Linked DNA regions of Mus musculus: regions 2 and 3 are each linked to region 1. Evidence: chromatin contacts called from public Hi-C data. All regions are on one chromosome and are shown on one strand. Each heading gives the region's core, a stretch centred on a gene start, on an enhancer-like site or on the middle of the called end of the contact. The rest is flanking DNA. Distances are from core to core; before and after follow the strand shown.

Region 1 (4,305 bases), core at 1,227-3,726:
TCTCTGTTCATGTCCTGCTTGCTTGTATGTGTGTGTGTGTGTGTGTGTGTGTGTGTGTGTGTGTGTACATGAGTATGTGTCTTTTCTCCAAGCAGTTCTTGCTTTTTATCATAAAACTTCTCTGGATAGCTCATCTCCTGCAGAACACAGGTCCAATCTTTTATTTTACAAATCAATCCAGTCATTTACAACCAGGTTTCCTTTTGATTATCTTATAAATCTGCATCCAGAGACCCCAGCCCTCTGATTCTTTTTTTTTTTTTTTTTTTTTTTTTGGTTTTTCGAGACAGGGTTTCTCTGTATAGCCCTGGCTATCCTGGAACTCACTCTGTAGACCAGGCTGGCCTCGAACTCAGAAATCCGCCTGCCTCTGCCTCCCGAGTGCTGGGATTAAAGGTGTGCTCCACCACACCCGGCTCCTCTGATTCTTAAGTGATAGCAAGCATACATTTTTTTTCCTTAACATTGCAAAAGAATTCAGAAATTGGTCTGCTTCTGTAAAGCACAGACAGTAAGTTACTTGGGTGGGACCCTGCCCTGAAAATTACCATTTCTACCACACCTGGGCCTAACCTTGATCTCAGGAATCTTCCTGCCTTTGTATCTTTCTGATAAGCTGGCTCATAGTGAGCTGCTTTTATTCCTTTAGATTCATGAAGCCCCTCATAATTCATATTGCATCCTTATATTTTGCATAGTTGAGAAATTATATGTATTTTGAACTCATGTATTTAGAGTTCTTTCCCACAGCCTTAAGGGCTGTCCTGAAGGTCCCAGTGTCTACCATTTTGCTGAGACATAGCCACAGCCTTGGCTCCTGGATTCGAGCTGTTTCTAATTCTCACTGAGTCCTTAGGTTAACTGGGAGGACATCCCTAGGAGGAATGTGAAATACATACCCACAGCAGCCATCACACTCATGGAGGCTCACACTGGAGGACTTGTCCCAAGGGCAGGAACCATGTCACTCTGTCCCCACCATAGCCATACCGGGCTCAGCACTAGAGTGCAGAAATAGATTTCAGAAATTGTGTAAAAAATTGGCTTCCTATGAGAAGGAATGGAGAAGATGGCTATCAGAAGCAGTAAGAGTGTGGCTGGACACACAGAAACAAGTCCTGTTAGACAGCCTATCCAAAAAGACTGCCATTTGCCAAGAAATAAGTAGTGGTGATAAGCTGTAAAGCAAGAGTTTTCCCTAATTTTCTGAACTTCAACAGTATACCAAGATTTCATTAATGGTTAGGAATTTCCTTAAAACCAACTATTTTAACTTATAGTGTAGACCAAACTAAAGTCCTACAGCCCCTTTAAGGAAATGTGCAAAATGGAGATCACAGGAGAAAGACTGCAGAAGTCAGACTCCAGGCTCTGGTAACTGAGGAATGTGATTTCATCTGTATACTTTGAGACTCTGGTCCATGACATTTTGTCCAGATGGCTAATAGGCAGAAGTCCCCTGGTTGCAGGTGATGGCAAATATTTAAACATCAAGCAGAGTCCAAAGTCAGAGAAAACAGCTCTATTACTTAATAGGTACTATTAATCACTTGACACTTTTCTCATCTGTGAAACAGAAAACTACCCATCGCTACTCGGTACTTTTATGCAGATCAACTCATACAAAATGGGTAGAGAAGTTAGTGTTTGATTTCAGAAAATGACAATATATGCAGTGTTCAGTGTCTAGTCGGGACTCAGATGTTTGCTTGTTCCCTTGATTTAGAAAGAATTTAAGATCCCATGTGTCATTGATCTGTAAAGCTATACAGCTAAAAGCTTTAGGTGTATAGAACAGATGTCAGAATACCAACCTTTTAAATCTTAAATAAGATTTTGTTTTTTTTTTAACTCAAGTTTGAAACGTGAACATTTCATATTGGCGGTTACTTTCAAAAAAGCTATTCTTAGAATGATTCTTCTGCCGGGTCTAGAAATTATGCAGACAAATTCCTCCTTAGGACCCTAAACTCTAGCAACTGACTGAAATCTAACCTATTCTGTCTTATTCCAGCGGGCTTCCCATTCCACCCCTAAAGACAACTGGGAAGCCTTCTGAGAAAAATAAAGCTATTTCAAGTTCCACTCCACAGTGACTGCCCCTCACTATGACTTTTCTTTAGATGGAGTAAAGTCTCAGGAATGTAGCGGGTGTTTCTGAAACGTCCCCAGTTCCTACAACTTTCGGAGCCCTTTTAGGGAACCACTTAGACTAGGTAAATTAGAGATGCCAGAAATCCGCCGCTACTCTCCTTCCTGCCCTTGCCACGCCCTCTCGGTAACCTAGGTTACAGCCACGCCCTCCTCCGTAACTGACCAATCACAATGCTTTGCGTTGCGGGACAAGGTTTAGCTCAGCTTGAAACTCAGAGCAAATCATTTGCTGCAAGCATCTGATCGGAAACGGAAGTGGAATAGTCGGCGGAAGATGAGTTCTGAAGATGAGTACTGTAGAGGTTCCAAAGCCGTGAGTGAGGAAGTTCTGGGCCGGGTCTTCCGGGGGCGGAGACTAGCCTGCCAGAGCTGGACTAGGGAGAGGGCTGGTAGGGTACCAGATGCAGGTCAGACCCCGAGTGCCTAGAATCCCTAGTTTACCCTGATAGTCCTCGGGGTCACGATGCAGCGGAGACTCTGGGTGACCTCCAGGTGAGGCGGAGGCGACGCCGCGGCGGCACTGAGTCCATGCGGGTTGGCCGGCGAGGATGCAGCCTGCACCTGCGAGCATCCCGAGCGGCCACCGCTGCAGCAGCCGCAAACACAGAGCGACCCGAGAACGCGGCGCCAGCGGCTAGTAAATCTTTTCCTATAGGGCGCCAGCGGAGAAGACAACCGAAAAAGCGAACTTGCCAAATTCTTGGTTTGGTTCGATTATTCAGCTACTCAAAGAGAATCTGTTACAGAACATGCCTTGCGCATGTAATCGGAGTAACTGGAGGAGATGGATCCGACCCCTGTTGGTACTTTTTTACGCAACAACCATCCTGGTCGCGGTTCCGATATGCATTTGGAAGTTTCAAAAAATGAAGGTAAGAGGGTCCTGCACCTCTACCCTTTCTTCCGCTGGTTGACAGAGTTCCTTTGTCTGCCTTCTAATGCTTGAGGTCTGAAAAACATTTCGTCTGTGGACATTAAACCAACCTGACTGGTTTTATTTAGCCGCTACAACTGGAGGTAGGTCCGGGTCGAGAAACAAATAGTTAAAGCACCTACTTACAATGGGCGCTTTCCCAATATTCATCAGTCCCAGAAAGAACTTTATTCTTGAAATCAGATCTGCTATGCAGGTACTAGGGCTTGACCAGACCAAATAAACCATCTTAAAAACTATGTTCTGGATTTTATAGGCTTTTAGCCGGTTTTCTGGAACCAAAGGATTCTTGTTAAATTGACTTTGCTAATTAACTTTACGTTTGAAGTTACAAGTTTTCTTTGTTTCTTTCCTTAAAATCTCCTGTAAACCAGGCTGTTCTGGATTTTGCTTTGTAGACTAGGATGATCCTCCTGCATCCAAACTTCCCAGTGCTTGGATTACCGGTGTATCCATCATTCTGTTTACTCAATGCAGGGATTGAACCCAGGGCTTTGTTTATTTGAGGCAAGCACTCTACCATCTGAGCTTCATCCCCAGACCTGAAGTTACTCCTTAACCAAAGCAAAAATTTTACAAACATCCCCTGTGTGTTCCTTTATATTTAAAAAAAAAAAAAGGTGTATTTGTTGGTGTGTTCGTGGGATGGTCCAGTTGTGGAGGTCTGAAGGTGGACAACTTGGAGCAGTTGGCTCTGCTCTCTCATCATAATGAGTGCTGAGGACTGAGCTGAATCTATCAGGGTTGGAGACAGGCACCTACCAGCTGAGACATCTCTCTGGCCCTCTTTGTTGATGTCATGTTGTGACATTAGTAAAGTATTACAAGCTGGATAGCTAACCTATGTCTATAGTATATCTATAAAGTGAAAACTTAGAATTAATAACCAAAAAGTACTTTTATTAAGAAACAGTTATTTTGGAAGAGTTATGGCAGACCAGGTAGATGCATACAACCCACCCCCCTTTGATTATGGAAAATATTTTAATCAGTGTGTCTAAACATATTCATAGGATCTTTTTGTTCACTAAATCTTGTTGGCTTTTCTAATTATAGTTCATATAGGTGTTTAAGGGTATTAAATATGACATTAAATATTTCTCATTTGTTATGTTTTTAGGCAATTTGAGATTTGTCCACCCAAATTTAGGTCTAGCAATCTTAATTTAAATGTAATTTCCTCACTTAGTATTCCTTGGAATACAGTATAGAAAGGG
Region 2 (4,191 bases), core at 1,046-3,545, 1.0 Mb before region 1:
GGGTCAACGGCTTATAGACCTTACCCTCAAATATGATTTCTAAATTCAGAAGAAAAAATAAAATGTTTCCCATATTTAGGGAAGGCATAAGCTCTTTCTAAATATGTGGGATACTAATGAATTCTAATCCAGCAAGGGCTTGGTTATGCTTTACCTCTACAAAAGCAGGTTGTGGGTGGGTGGGAGAATACCCTCATAGAAGCAGGGGGTGGGGGATGGGATTCGGGGCCTGAGGCGGGGGGAGGGAGGGGGGAGACTGGGAAACGGGATAACATTTGAAATATAAATAAAGAAAATATCCAATAAAAATAAGAATAGAGTCATATTAAAAAAGTTAGATAAAAACACAGATGACATGAATTATACAGAGAACAGTAGGGAGAGAAATGAAAGAAAACAATTGTAAAGACCTTTAGTGTTTGAGACACAATAAAAATGCTAATCTTAAAAAAAAAAAAAAAGAAAAGAAAAGAAAAGAAAACAAATCCTAAAAGCCAAACCAAACCAAAAGCAGAAGTGTATGAGTTCCATTACCTGTGATGGCGCACGAGTGTGCTGTGCACTTCCTGTTATGAAGCATGAATGTGCTGTGCACTTCCTGTTATGGAGCACGAATGTGCTGTGAACTTCCTGTTATGGAGCATGAGTGTGCTGTGCACTTCCAGCAGCATGCGGCCCTTAGGTGCACGTAATTACCTTCCTGGGTAAGCTTTTAGAAGCTGATGACTCTCCTGGGGAGAGGCTCAGTTTGCTCCAGGCCTGGGTGTGGTGATCAATTTCTAACTGGTCCCATCCCTATCAGTGCCATTCCTGAATCTGCAGGACATGAACACCATGGGGCAGTTACTGGTTCAGGGACAGCTTCACTCAATAGCTTACAGATTTCCAGGGACTGCACAGGGCAGATGATAGGGGACCTGGGGCCATTTCCCTGTCTGTACCCTCAGTGACTATAGGGAGCCGGCATGCATTTTAATACTCAGTAAATTTACAGAAATCACAGAATGCACATCATCAAATAGTGATCATGTGTCTTAAAAACTAGGTGTGGTGGCTCACGCCTTTAATCCCAGCACTTAGAAGGCAGAGGCAGACAGATTTCTGAGTTCGAGGCCAGCCTGGTCTACAAAGAGAGTTCCAGGACAGTCAGGGCTATACAGAGAAACCCTGGCTTGAAAATGAAAAAAACAAAAAACAAAAGACTGACTTCAAATGGTACTGCTCAAGGCATAGTGAAGGACCAGAAGAATTGTAGATATTAACATGGTATACTAAAAAAAAGCCTTGCAGCTATTTTATAAGGAGCCAGGATAGATGCTATTGTCCTGAGAAGTCCTTAGTATAGACATATTCTTAATATATAACAATGGCTAAATTCCAGAACTCAGGAGAGTGAAAATATTCCAAAAGCATTTAAATCAAATCATTTTTAAATTTCACATAAAAATCAATCATTATATATTGTGTTTTCTCATCAGAAGGTATGCAGCTTTGAACAATGTAAAATTCCAAAACTCAATCTAGACTCACAAAAGCTTCTCTATCATGGGCCCCAAATATCTCCATACATCAAGATCTACTTAGATTCATCCTGGTGGGCTGGAGCTTTTGCTAGGGATGAAACCTGCTTTCCTTGGTACCTTCCCAAGTCCTTACAGTATCTTCTCCATGATGACCTTCAGAGCTGCACCTGTCACAGCTTGCAAGCACTGCTGTCGGCGCAGTGATCACTCTGTTTTGCTTTCCATCATCAATTCAGAAGACTTAGGAAAGTAAATAGATATGAGCAAGTAATTCAAGGTGATTCTCGGAGACTGGACGGTTTCTTAGTAACAGTAAACAGGCCATGTCATAAGTCTTGATCCACATAGTCCTCTGCAAATTCTCCAAATTTATGTCATTCTCTCAATCACCATAGGTTACTCTCCTGTTCTAAATCTGGGCAACGTGAAGCTTAGAAGGAATCAACAACGAGCTACGATGGCCACTGAGATATGACTTCACACTGGTGTCACATGCTTTATAATAATAACAGCAATGAAGGCAGCTAAGAGGTTATGACACTCAAGGAATACTCGCTGAATGGAATCCGTGTTCTAAGCAGCACCTATTCCCTTGATTATATAACATCAGATGGGTGTGGTAGCAATGCCGAAGGCTGAGTTAGGAACCCAGCTGGGCGACCAAATGAGATCCCATTCAAAAAGGAAGGAAGTCCTTCTGTCACTGGGGTGAGCTCTGAGGTTTTTATAGCTTAGCCTCACCTTACTTCCTGCCTCTCCTGCCCACTTCCTGTGAATGAATAAACATGTGGCCTGTCAGCTTCCTGCTCCAGATAGCACATTTCCTTGACTGTTGCTGTGCCTTGCATATCATTTGGACTTTATCCCTCTAGACACCTTTGGTCATAAGCCAAACCAAAACCTGTCTTTCCTATGCTGCTTTTCTTGGGGTATTTTCTCACAGCAACAGAGAGGTAACTATGATATCTTATTCTGGATTGTTTCATATCAACTCAACATGGGAGGGAAGTCATCTGGGAAGTGGGAACCTCAACTGAGAAAACGTCTGCATCAGATGAGCCCGTGGGTAAGCAAGTGCTGCATTTTCTTGATTGATGGTGGATGTGGAAAGACCATGCTCACCGTGAGTGGTGCCAACCCCCTGGCCTGCTTGTTCTTGGGTCAGAAAGCAGGTTGAGCTTGCCACAGGGAGTAAGCCAGTAAGCAGTTTCCCTCTATAACTTCTGTTTCTGTGCCTGGACTGAGTTCCTTCTCTTCTGACTTTCCCAGATGATGGACTACAAGTTGTAAGATGAAATAAACCCTTTTCCAGCAAAGTTGATTTTGGCCATGGTATTTTGTCACAGTAACAGAGATCCTAAGATATTTGTAGTAGCCTACTTCTATATAAGTATCAAACAGAAGAAGAGATAACAGTACAAGCTTTCAGGTGTTTGACTCTGCAGCTGGCCAACAAGGAACGGAATGAACTTTGATATGATACATAACCCTAAACATACACACATATGTACATACAGAATCTATTATTGGCATACATGAGATTTAAAGACACAAAACGATTCACAGTTAGAGGTTAAGCAGGCATATTTTCATTTTTTGTTTGTTTATTTTTTGAGACAGGGGTTGTCTGTATAGTCCTGGCTATCCTAGAACTCACTCTGAAGACCAGGCTGGCCTCGAACTCAGAGATCTGCCTGCCTCTGACTCCTGAGTGCTGGGATGAAAAACACGGGGATGTCAGTTTGAACTCAGAGCCTAAGAAAAGTTGAAAGAAGAGAAATGACTCCACGCCCACACAGATATGTCACAAACACCACACAAAAGTTAATAATAATGATAATAGTTATAAAGGTGAAAAATATAAAAGCAAAAAAGGTTTTAGTTTAAACGAATGCAACTTGAAAAGGAAGGATTATTCTATTAAAGTGAATAAATAGAAACAAGAAAGGACACATATTGATTGGCACATCATCCCGCTAGAAGTCAGGGCACATGACTCCAACAGTAGCACTTGGGAGGCAGAGGTAAGAGAATATTGAATTCACAACCAGTCTGGATTAATGTGTTCAAGACCAGCCAGGCCTCCCAGGAAGTGTCAGACCAGACTGGGCTGCATGGCAAAACAACAGCAGCAGCAACAACAGCAACAACAACAACAACAACAACAACAACAACAACAACAACATAGCTCATCCTGCCAGCAAAGTGTCAAGATGTCGGATAATGGGGAAACTTTGTGATTATAAAAGGAGAAGTAAATACTATACCATCTGAATATACAAAGACAATTTCTGTCTTACTCCAGAAAGTACATGGAGTCTATGTAAATGCATGTTCTTAGTACCATAGCAAGTAATTACTGCTGTTTTGGTTTGAAACATTTTTAATTGGTAATTACAATATGTACATAGTACCAGGTGGTGGTGGTATACACACTTAGTCCCAGCATACAGGAGGCAGAAGCAGGCAGATATCTGTGAGTTAAAGGCCAGCCTGATCTACAGATTGAGTTTGAGGACAGACAAACCCTGTCTGAGAAACACACACACACACACACACATACACACATACACACACACACACACACACACACACACACACACACACACCAAAAGCAAAATCAGTCAGTTGTACAAAACTGTGTAGTACCATTGAACTGTTTGGATGC
Region 3 (4,227 bases), core at 98-2,597, 1.4 Mb before region 1:
CTCGCAAAGAAAAGCGGGAGGGCGGCGCGGAGGGACCCGAGGCGCGGGTGGAGGAGGGGACGGGGACCCGGCCGCGCAGCCCGGCGCGAGTCTCCAGTTGGCGTGTGTGGCTAGGGCCAGGAGGGCTGGGATGCACTTTAGTCACGGACTCTGCTCGGGCTGGCGGGGCAGGGGGGTCTGCGAGCCCGCGTCGCCCCGGCTCTGTCTGCTCCGCCTGACCCCGCATTTTATTGCGGCCGGGAGCCCTGCTCCGCCCTCCCCTCGGCTCTGCAGGGACCTCGCGCGCCGCGCGCCGCCCTGGCTGCCTCGCCTCAGCCTCGGCGCGGCTCCCGCACCCCACATCCGCTCGGCTGCCCGGCCTCGCCCCCCGATCGGCCACCCGCGCCCCCCGGCGCCCCCACACCCTCCTCGACCGCCCCTGCCTTCCCCTCCGCCACCGCCTCCACCTCCGCCTCCAGCTCCAGCTGCCCGCGGCTCCGGGGCCGACCCACCCCGGCGCAACCTTTAGCCGGAGACCGACCTCTCCGGTCCCCAGCCCGGCGGGCGGCCGCGCGCCCTCGCCCCGACACCCCCAATCGCCATGTCACGGCCTCGGCCCTGCGCGCGCCCCAACCCCGCACCCTTGTGCACCGGGATCCACACGGAATTTCTTTTTTTTTTCCAAGATTGCAACCTCTCCCACCTCCCCCCACCCGCGACAAAAACCCGGCATCCACACTACTCCCCTCCTCCCTCCTCTCGCCCCCTCCCCCGCAAACCGGAGTGAGGAGGGGGAGGGAAAGGGGGGAAAAGCCCGATCCCAAGGAAAAAAAAGAGGGGGTCGAGAGAAAGAAAGAAAAAGAGAGAGAGAATAGAAAGGGCACGGGGCTGATCATCACCAACATGGCTGCCTCGGCATAGACCTAAACGAGGAGTAACCCGGGCTGTGTCTTTGTCAGTTTCACCTCTGTAACCCTAAACTAATGCAGAAAACAACGGCGGAGGCTGCGGAGGGGAAAGAGGAGAGGGAGGGCGAGAAAATGGCACGAGAGGAGGTGGAGAAGGGATGACTTACGTGAGGGAAGGCGCTTGGGCTGCTCCTGCTTCCTCCTGGGCATTTTCCCCCTTTTCTCACATTCTCCTCCTTGGTTAATGTGAGATCAAATAAACCCCCGTGGGGGCAGACAGGCAGACACTGGCAGGAGCGGGGAGGTAGTTGGGGGGCGGGCAGGGGGAAACCCCTTCTCTCCGGTGTGTGCAATGGGTTGAAGCTTGTTTCCTGGAGCCAGAAGAGGGGTTTTCTTCTTTCCTTTCTTTCTTTCTTTCTTTCTTTTTTTTTCCTTTTTTTTTTTTTTTTTTAATTTTTTGGTCGTGCACCTGGCTTGTCCCCGAGCGTAATATTCTTCAATGGAAACGGATCTAATAGGTGTGAGTGTGTGTGTGTCCTGTGCTCGCGTGTGATGGGAGGTATAAATAAATGAGCGCCGGTGCGGCGGTGTCTATGGCCGCGCGCTGTGTCTCCGAGCCCCTAACACTAATGTCGGGATCAAAGGGCAGCGGCGGCGGCAGCACAGCTCGCAGCTCGCTCTCTCGCTCTCCTCTCGCGCTCTCTCTCTGTCACACACACACACTCACACACACACACAGAGGCACAGACTGAGGGAAAGAGCGAGAGCTAGACACACGCGCGCGCGCATACACACACACACACACACACACACACACACACATACACACACTCAGCAAAGAGGAAGGTGCCCTAAGGCTCTCAGGGCGGACTCAGCCTAGCATTTACAACTGCTCTGTCTGGAAAGCATGGGGGGCGCGCGTGCGGGGGTGGGATGGACTTCTTCGAATTTATCCCGCTAGTCGCCCAATCAAGGGGGGTGGTGGAAAAGTGCCCCCCCCCGCTCTTGAAACATTATTTTACAGATTTTTTTTTAAGGAAATAGGTTGCACTAACCACTTTCTTTTGTGTATTAAACTACGTTTGGTTCTGTATAAAATTCCCCAGGCTTTTGTAACTGAAAGACTGACTCTCTCACCCCATCACCTTGAGTCTGGACGTTACAGACTCTCACATACTCCCTTAAAACAGCCTAATGGAAATAAATCTTTTTTAAAAAAAAAAAAAATGAAAAGATAGCATAGGGTGGGATCAGTGGATGGGTGGCATGGATACCCAATTTTAGAGGGTCCGGTGGAGTTAACACTTGAAAATTCAGCCAAAACTAAAATTACAGGTTCTTGATAAAGAGGGAAAATAAGATTAGGTCACCCCCCGCCCCCCAGGGTTGACTCAACTGCCACGGGTCTATTCCTACAGTGCACACAGTGATCTTGACTTCTGTGATTCACTCCCTGCCTCCCCCCCCACCTCCCCAGAACACAGGTAACTGAGCCTTACCCTGAAGCAATTCTAGTGTGTAGTTTGAGCTCATACAGCAGTCTTCATTAAGCCATATACTTTCATTACTTTAGAAATCACACATCTTGCTTCAAAGAGACACATAAAGAGGGAAAACAGAAAAGGATGCGTCGCCTCACAAAAGGTACTCAGTGAAGGGAACGGGTCTCTCTCTCTCTCTCTGACTGTAAGCCATGTGGATACAAGTTCACTGGGAGGTTGTTAATGATTTAAAACTCCAAAATCTGCTACTATAATTGAAGTAAAAAAAAAAAAAAATTTGGTCTGAAGAAGAGCTGTTTCATAAAACTCTTTGTAAGGGGAAACTTTGAACTTGGTGGAATACATTATATGTCATGAGTCAGAGCTAAAAAATAAAAAGGTGCATTATTTAAACATCTTCCCTTTTGAGGTTTAAAAAATCGACTCATCATCTTATTATGTTAAATATTTTCCTACCAATTTTTTAATAGATGTTTTCATCAGAAGGTGGAGCATAGTGAAGACACAAAAGTTTAAAATGGCATTCCATCAGGTGACATGAGTGACTAATGAGACTTAGAAGTCTCCAGTGGTGTTAAAGAGAGCCACTGGGGTTAGGTTTGGTTACATTTCCTTTAAATGACAATAGCTTTATACTGTTTTCACTAGGAAACTGTAAAGGAGACTGTGTCTCCCAAAAGATGGCTTTCATTAATAGTGAATTCTCAAGATGAACCCCTTCTTGCTGATACCTACCAACATACTTGGCACTCCAAGGTTGCAATGCTATTTGAAGCAGGTTTAAATGCCTTCTGAAACAGTGCAATATCCAAACTGGAACATCAACCTTAAACCAATTCCAAAATACAAAAAAAAAATTGTTTTTAAATGATAGTTAAAATCAGGCATGGTGACCAGTGCCTTTGATCCCAGCACTGGTGAGGCAGAGGCAGGCAGGTCCCCATTGGAGGCCAGCCTGGTCTACAAAGCAAGCTCCAAACTAGCCAGGGCTACGAGTGAGACTCCTTCTCAAAATAAGAAAAACTAGCAAACAAAAAGAGGCAGTTAAATTGTCCCTGTGTAATGATCTGAGATAGATTGTTCACTCCGATCAAGACCAGTCTGCCGTGCCTTGGACTGTGTGTGCATGAGGTTTGAAGCACGTCTGTTCCAGGCAGACTGCTGTGGGCTTGTCGTGCCTAAGGAGAGATAAACACATTGATCATGAGACCGACCACAGCTTTCTCAGAACTTTTACCTAGGACATCAGGATCACAACTCCAAATGGACACAGCACCACCTTTTCCTGAAACTGCAGTGACCGTTCACAGTACTTAGTACACTGTAATTGAAAACACACTTTTGGCCCTTCCTCCAGCTGAGTACATTTCCTGCGACCTTTTAAAGGCATGCTGGCAAAAGCTGTCGACTTTTAATTATATAGGTGTTCCATCAACAGCCAAAAGCATTTTAAATGGAATTTATTCATACCTCCACCTTTTCCAAAAATTATTTGAAGTAATACATAACAATGGGAAATAGAAATAAACAGAGCCTCTTCTGTTTAAATCCCATGTTGGTGTCTGAACAGTAGACAAACCGCTTCAAGGTCATTTGTAGCCACCCCTAATTGCTGGAATGTTAGCGCAATCTAAATGTTAGGAAGATAAGGCCTGGAGATCATCACAACAAAACTCAAAATCAAAATTCGATAGTATGTTTGGGTACATATAGCCAGGAACAATCAGTTTGGATTCTTAAACTCAAATGTTGTATTTGATTCACTGGTCTTTTCATACTACATATTTCTTAAAAAGCATAGTACCCTTCCCACCCCATCTCTATCATTTGTCAAATGT

The links. A called contact is a pair of places that touch in the nucleus more often than the background predicts.
Region 2: a Hi-C map of B cells shows a contact between it and region 1, with 10 read pairs. The contact joins the enhancer-like site here to the promoter of Tmem184c in region 1. A contact is called at or near these places in 7 of 39 promoter capture datasets (the 3T3-L1 cell line, the C10 cell line, cranial neural crest and 3 more), 1 of 484 Hi-C or Micro-C datasets (B cells) and 3 of 115 datasets of contacts at active chromatin or transcription factors (the 230-238 cell line, large pre-B cells and pro-B cells).
Region 3: a contact with region 1 is called in a Hi-C map of B cells, with 7 read pairs. The contact joins the promoter of Zfp827 here to the promoter of Tmem184c in region 1. A contact is called at or near these places in 4 of 39 promoter capture datasets (embryonic stem cells, hippocampal neurons, neural stem cells and 1 more), 4 of 484 Hi-C or Micro-C datasets (B cells, CD4 T cells and CD8 T cells), 4 of 115 datasets of contacts at active chromatin or transcription factors (the NIH/3T3 cell line, astrocytes, embryonic stem cells and 1 more) and 1 of 9 other capture datasets (adipose tissue).

The regions. Positions count from the first base shown.
Region 1 is chr8:77,608,824-77,613,128 of GRCm38.p6, reverse strand. Tmem184c (transmembrane protein 184C) reads left to right here and starts at 2,476. Exons shown (of 10, transcript NM_145599.4): 1 at 2,476-3,026. The coding sequence starts at 2,904. It overlaps Gm39200 (a long non-coding RNA gene), which reads right to left and starts at 1,048. Exons shown (of 3, transcript XR_878939.2): 1 at 900-1,048.
Region 2 is chr8:78,620,630-78,624,820 of GRCm38.p6, reverse strand. The region is part of intron 5 of Slc10a7 (solute carrier family 10 (sodium/bile acid cotransporter family), member 7); the gene reads right to left. Among named protein-coding and RNA genes, the nearest start is that of Gm39203, 52 kb to the left of the region's middle. Within about 2 kb of position 2,295, at least 50 of the 459 cell types and tissues checked have an H3K27ac peak or open chromatin away from gene starts, as enhancers often do. A contact at or near this core is called in B cells, pre-B cells and pro-B cells, where this site is marked.
Region 3 is chr8:79,025,557-79,029,783 of GRCm38.p6, reverse strand. It overlaps Zfp827 (zinc finger protein 827), which reads right to left and starts at 1,347. Exons shown (of 15, transcript NM_178267.3): 1 at 1,055-1,347. The coding sequence starts at 1,097.